2 separate regions of the Oryctolagus cuniculus genome follow, and region 2 is linked to region 1. Evidence: chromatin contacts called from public Micro-C data. All regions are on one chromosome and are shown on one strand. The core of a region is the stretch at or near the end of the contact, and the rest is flanking DNA. Distances in the headings are between cores, read along the strand shown.

Region 1 (2,861 bases), core at 256-2,755:
GGGTAGAACCCACAGATGGGAATTCTCTAATGAATTTTAAAATTTCTCTAAAGAAATTTTTAAAAAGATTTATTTATTTAAAAGGCGGAGTGTGACAGGGAGAGATCTTCCATCTGCTTGATCACTCTCCAAATGGCCGCCACTGCTAGGGCTGGGCCAGGCTGCAGCCAGGAGCCTGGAACGCTGTCATGGTCTCAGGTGGGTGGCAGGAGCCCAAGCACTGGGCCCATCTTTCACTGCCTTTCCAGACGTATGAGCGGGGAGCTGGATGGGAGGCAGAGCAGCCGGGTCTTGAACTGGCGCTCCGATACAGGAAGCTGGTGTCACAACCATGGCAGCTGTGGCACCGAGTCACAACACCATCCCTTAATAAATTTTTTAAAAATTTTAAGTTTCTGGAGGGGCCAGCGTTGTGGTATAACAGGTTGAGGCAGTACCTGCAACATCTACATCCCATATGGGCACTGATTTGAGTTCTAACTGCTTCACTTCCAATCCAGCTCCCTGCTAATGACCTGGGAAAAGCAGCAGAAGATGTCCCAAGTGCGTGGGCCCCTGCACCCACGTGAGAGACAGAGAAGAAGCTCCTGGCTCCTGGCTTCGGATCGGCGCAGCTCCGGCCGTTGTGGCCATCTGGGGAGTGAACCAGCAGATGGAAGTCCTCTCTCTCTGTCTCTACCTCTCCCTGTAACTCTGTCTTTTAAATAAATAAAATAAATCTTAAAAAAAAAAAAAAAGACAAATACTACTGAAAAAAAAAACAGAATAAAAACAAGAACTAAGCTCTCGGCAGCGCCACATACTGGGGCCACGTAGCATTTAATAAATGCTACATGAGGCTATTCAACCTCTTGCCTCTGGGTGGCGCCAGGTGAGCGGAGCAAGCACCCCTGGTCAAAACCGAGGAACCTACTCACCCAGGGAGTCTTCACATCCCAGCCCCGCCCCCAGCTCCAATAACACTCAGGGACTTCATCATCACCTCTCCCAGTCACTGGGCCCTCCCAGCCACTCAGTCACTGTTTATCCAGCCCCAGCCCAGCCCTGCTAGGGGCAGTGGGGGCCCAAAGAGGTTGAGGCTGACACTGTTTCTGCTCTCAAGGAATTTATAAATGGGAGGGCAAGTACCAAGGAGCTGGTGGCCCAGCGGGGAAGCAGGGGAGGGGCAGGCAGGAAGGGGGGGATGAGAGAGGGAGAGGGAGGAGGGACAGAGGGTCAAAGCCGGCACCAGAACCTACCTCAGGCAGTGCTGCATCTACCTAGGAGTGGCTGGCCTGACACCCACCCAAAGCACCTCATGTCCCCGGGGCTGGATCCTACTTGCAACCCCATCACGGCTCTGGTGCCACCCTTCAGGCCTCTCCTGTCCACCCTGTATCCCCTGCCCCCTCCAAGCACCTCCTCCAAACAGGCTTAGCTCTGACTTTCCCAGCCCAGGGAAAGAGGAAGCCCCTGCCCCCCACTGCCTGCCCTCTGAATGCCCCTTGCTCCCCCCCTCCACCCTATTCATAGCTGTGCATGCGGGTGGGCAGCTCACAGGCTGTGCCTAGAACAGGTGTGGGGGATCTGGTGACTGACAGCTGAGACCGGCTGTGGGGACCCGGAGGGGCTCAGATTCATTGTCATGTGCTGGTGTGTGCCTGGGAGAAATGTCAGGACCCAAAAGGGAACAGCAGGCCGGGATGGGAGGAGGGCCTGGGCACGACCCCGCCCGGCGGCTCAGCTCAGCCTCTGCTCGGCGTTGTCAGCACCCAGACTGGGGCTGGTGTCCGAGGGTCCCCTTCCCACGGGGACAGAGGCGGCCTCTGCCTCGCAGGCCCTGAGAAACTTGTCCAGGCAGGGCCCTTCCTGCATGCATGCAGTCACCGTTCCCAGCGGAAAGCTTGTCCGGCAGCCCTGAGTCAACCCCCCCAGCAAGAAGAGTAGGAGGGAGGCACGGAGGGTGGGCCGGTGACAACGACGTCACCATCGTCCTCCTCCTCCTCTCTCCTCTGCCCTCGGATCAGCCCTCCAGCGCCTGGGGGGGGCTGGGGCTGAGAAAACAGCCAGGCAGGAAAAGCACCATTTCCTGGCCCAAACAGCTTTCCTTCCTAGTTGTGTGTGGCCAAGTTCACACCAGCTAATGGCAGGGAAAGGAGGGACAGGGCCGGGGGCAGATGCCTGCCGAGCCACCCAGTCTCAAGGCTGGCACAGGTGCATATTTGATCCCGTCACATCTGTCCCCCTCAGGAGCCTCTGCTTTTCCTCCCGATGCAGGAGGATGGACGGGATGGCTGCCAACACGTCCTGGTCTCTGATCTTCACCTGTCCTCAGCCTGCCTGAACTACCGGCTCTCAGGGCTCACGAGAGGAGGGCGGAGCTGCCCCTGCACTGCCAGACCAAAGCCACGGCCCCTTGCACGCCCGCAAGACCAAGCTGCTGACATTTCAGACAGAAACAGAGACGCGGAGCAGATGTACGTGCTCAAGACCAGCTCTCAGGGGGCAGAACCGAGACTGGAGTTTGCACGTCCCGGCTGCGACAGCGCAGGCTGACTGCTGCCCGCCTCGCCCTGCCTTGCCGCACTTGCTGACGGCCGGCCATACTCCCCTGTAGACGGTTCTTGCTCCAGGATCCCGAGATCTGCTGTGGATTCTGACCTCAGGATGCAAGCTCCAGGGAGGGCCAGGTGGGCTGTGTGCACAGGTACACGGCTGAACACAAAGTCCATTCGTGGAAGCTGCCCGCTCCGTCTGCCCCCACACGCCTTTTCCTTCTCTTCCCCCTTTCCTTCTCTCTTCCAGGCTCCCCTAAGCATCAGAGGGGAGAGGACAGGTGGAGAAGAACAAGCCCCTTCCTCCTTTCCACCTGCCAACCTCAT
Region 2 (2,861 bases), core at 192-2,691, 61 kb after region 1:
GCCCACCCCCACAGACACCCCCAAGCCCACCCTAGGCCCATCACCTACAGGCAGAGGTCAGCCTTTCCCCGGCTTGTTCCTCCAACAGGCAGAAACAAAACAACCAAACAGGGTCCACCCACTGGCAGGCCAACTGCCTGCAGGGGACAGGTGTCGCCAGCTCTACTCCTACCTCTGGCCAGTCCCCCAGGGAGAAGGCAGCCTGGAGGTCCACACACTCCAGCACCACACTTCAAAGGATCCTTGTGCTTCAAAAAGCTTATGGGGGGGGGGGGGAATTTTTAAAAAGTAAGTTTATTTCAGTACAGAAAAAAAAGTTGAAATTCCAGCAATCTTTTCATAATAGGCATTTTTCCACGAACCTTTAAAAGAGCCCTTAATATGCATGAATTTCAGGGGGAGAAATGTTTTGCACCGAAATAAACTTTTCTCTTGGTTTCATTTCCCATGCACTTTCTGAAGCACGCCAGGACAACCAGAGACGTGGTCTCCGCCCAGGCTGTGCAGGCAGTAGGAGCGGAAACACACACCTAACCCACCGCCCCCCTGGCTCAGACACACCGCACCACAGTCCAGCAGGGACAGACACACGCTGTGGCTCAGGTTCAACACACACGCACACCTGGGAGGCACGCTGTTACCCGCACCCCCGAAGGGCAGCCCACGAACTCGCTCGCCAGTGAACCCCGATCTGCCAAGGGACCCCCCTTCTCCCCACTCATGCAAGCGCACAGAAGCGCGCGTTTGGGTTGCCGGCTGGCGAAGCAGGCGCTAAGAGTCACAGTTCTCCTTTGGTCTGCTAGCCCCCATCACCGAACTTCAGAGTTTCTCACCCCGTGGAACAGTCACTACACCTTCCTCCAGCGCTGTCTTCCAGGCCCAAAAAGGGCCCAGCAGAAAGGGGGCAACGCGCTCTGGGGTCTTTTCTGGAGCCGCGTTCTCGGTGCGCCCTCTCTCTCCGGTCCTTTCAGCAACTTGGACCCCCGCCCCCTGCGAATCCCTGGCGTCTGCCCCACTCCCCAGACACGTGCGCGCGGCTTTTCCAGTCTCGCTCCGGAGAGAGTTGCTCCCGCCCCGCCGGCCGCCCTCCGGCAAACTCCTGCACAGTCCCGGGCCGCCGTGCTCCCCGGCCTCACCGGCCCGCGGGTGCGGGGGAAGCCGAGGTGCGTGCGCCACGCCAGCTCCCACGCGGCCGCGCTCGGCGGAGCCCGGGACGGCCCGGCCCCGCGCCGGCCGGCCGGCGGGCAGGGGCAGGGGCAGGCGGCGGCCCGGGGCGCCGAGCGGCGCGCGCTGAGGGAGGAGCCTTCCCAGAACGGGACTGACGGGAAGGCACGGGGATCCCGATTCCTGGCGGAGTGAGTCAAGCGGGAGCGGCAGGCTCGCGGCGCGAGGGCTGGCGGCGGCCAGGAACCCCGCGATCCGCGGCGGGGCCGGCGGGGGGCGCGCGGCCGGGAGGGCGGCCGCGCCACTCACCTGACGGGGACGCGGCGGCGCGGCGGCGGCGGCGGCGGCGGAGCCGGGAGCTGCGGGCCCTCCCACCGCTGGCCGGGAGTTCGCGGGGAGGACGCCAGGAATGCGCGGAATGAGGGCTGGAATGAGATGCGCGCGGCTGAGGGAGGCAGCCGGAGGGAGTGGCGGCCCCACCAGCGGCCCTGCGGGGAGGAGACTGGGACGCCCGCGAGGGGGCGGCCGGGCCGGGCCGGGCCGGGCGGCGGGGCGGGGCGGGGCCGGCGGGCGGGGGAGGGGGCCGGCCCGACCCCTCGCCTACGCCTGGCCCTCCGCCTCCTCGCTGCAGCGGCGGGGGCTTGACCCCGCGTCCCAGGCACGGAACACCGTCCTCTCCGCCGGGGTCGGGGTCCCGGGGACTGAGGGCCGGGGCGGGGGCGGGGGCCCGCCGCGCAGGAAGGGCTGCTCCCTTCCCCGCGGCTCCCATCGAAGGACACTTGCGCCGCGAGCCAGGAAGCGGGAACGGCTGGCGGCGCTTGCAGCTCCGCCGCCGCCGGGGCTCCCTCCGCGGCGTCTGCCCCTCGAGGCTCCCCGCTGGGGGTGGGAGAGGAGGGGTCTGCAAACCTGCCGCTACCCTGAGCGAGCAAGTCGGAGAGGGGGCGCCCTGTGAGGTCCGTGTGGCGGGGCGCGAGCCGCCCGGTGGGTTCAGTTAGTGAATAAATACTCAGCGCATCTGCGAGTCTGGGAGGCTGTTCCCAGATGCCGGCTCAGCCAGAGCGGGGAAGACCGCGTCCCGAGGTGGGGAGCGGCACCCTGAAGCGCGACTCTGCCTTTTAAACAAGTTGTGCCGGAGAAATCCAGCCTGTGCCGGAGACAGCGCGCTCCTGGGCGCACATCCCCAGAGCAAACTCCAGCCCGCTCCTGTCACGTAGCCACTCTGCCGGGAGACCGGAGGCCAATGGACTTTTGGTCCCCACCCCCCACTCCAAAATCAAATCTAACCTTTCTGGAGCAATAATCCCCTAACCTTGTTTTTGCAGTGCTGGTCTGATCTTATCTCCTTTCCCAAACAGAAACTTCCTTGAAGACGGGGCAAATGTCTGATTTATCTTATCTTTCACCCGGCACCAGCATGGTGTCTGGGATGGGAAAGTGCATAATGGATGTTGAAGACAGGGAGGCAGAGAATGCTCCCAGGGCAGGCTCGAAGTGTCCAGGTGGTTTACCCGAGAGGTATTCCGAAAGAAAGAATTGCGGCACTGGACCCAGTATCCAGTCTTGCCGGGGGAAGGCTTTGAAGCCAGCAGCCCGCATGTGGAGGGAGAGATTCTGGTATGCTTGTTAAATGGTGAGTCACCTTGCCGCTCAGTCACACGCAAGGGCTGCGATAGAGACAGGGTCTCAGCAGCGCCCCC

Evidence for each region. Hi-C and Micro-C count contacts between places; a contact is called where the count stands out from the background.
Region 2: a contact with region 1 is called in a Micro-C map of ear pinna, with 3 times the contacts expected there. The contact joins the promoter of TEAD4 here to the enhancer-like site in region 1. A contact is called at or near these places in 3 of 6 Hi-C or Micro-C datasets (ear pinna, psoas muscle and an unstated tissue).

Annotation. Positions count from the first base shown.
Region 1 is chr9:106,310,831-106,313,691 of mOryCun1.1, forward strand. The region is part of intron 9 of TEAD4 (TEA domain transcription factor 4); the gene reads right to left. Among named protein-coding and RNA genes, the nearest start is that of TSPAN9, 34 kb to the left of the region's middle. Within about 2 kb of position 1,506, at least 4 of the 8 cell types and tissues checked have an H3K27ac peak or open chromatin away from gene starts, as enhancers often do. A contact at or near this core is called in ear pinna, where this site is marked.
Region 2 is chr9:106,372,045-106,374,905 of mOryCun1.1, forward strand. It overlaps TEAD4 (TEA domain transcription factor 4), which reads right to left and starts at 1,442. Exons shown (of 13, transcript XM_070049368.1): 1 at 834-1,442.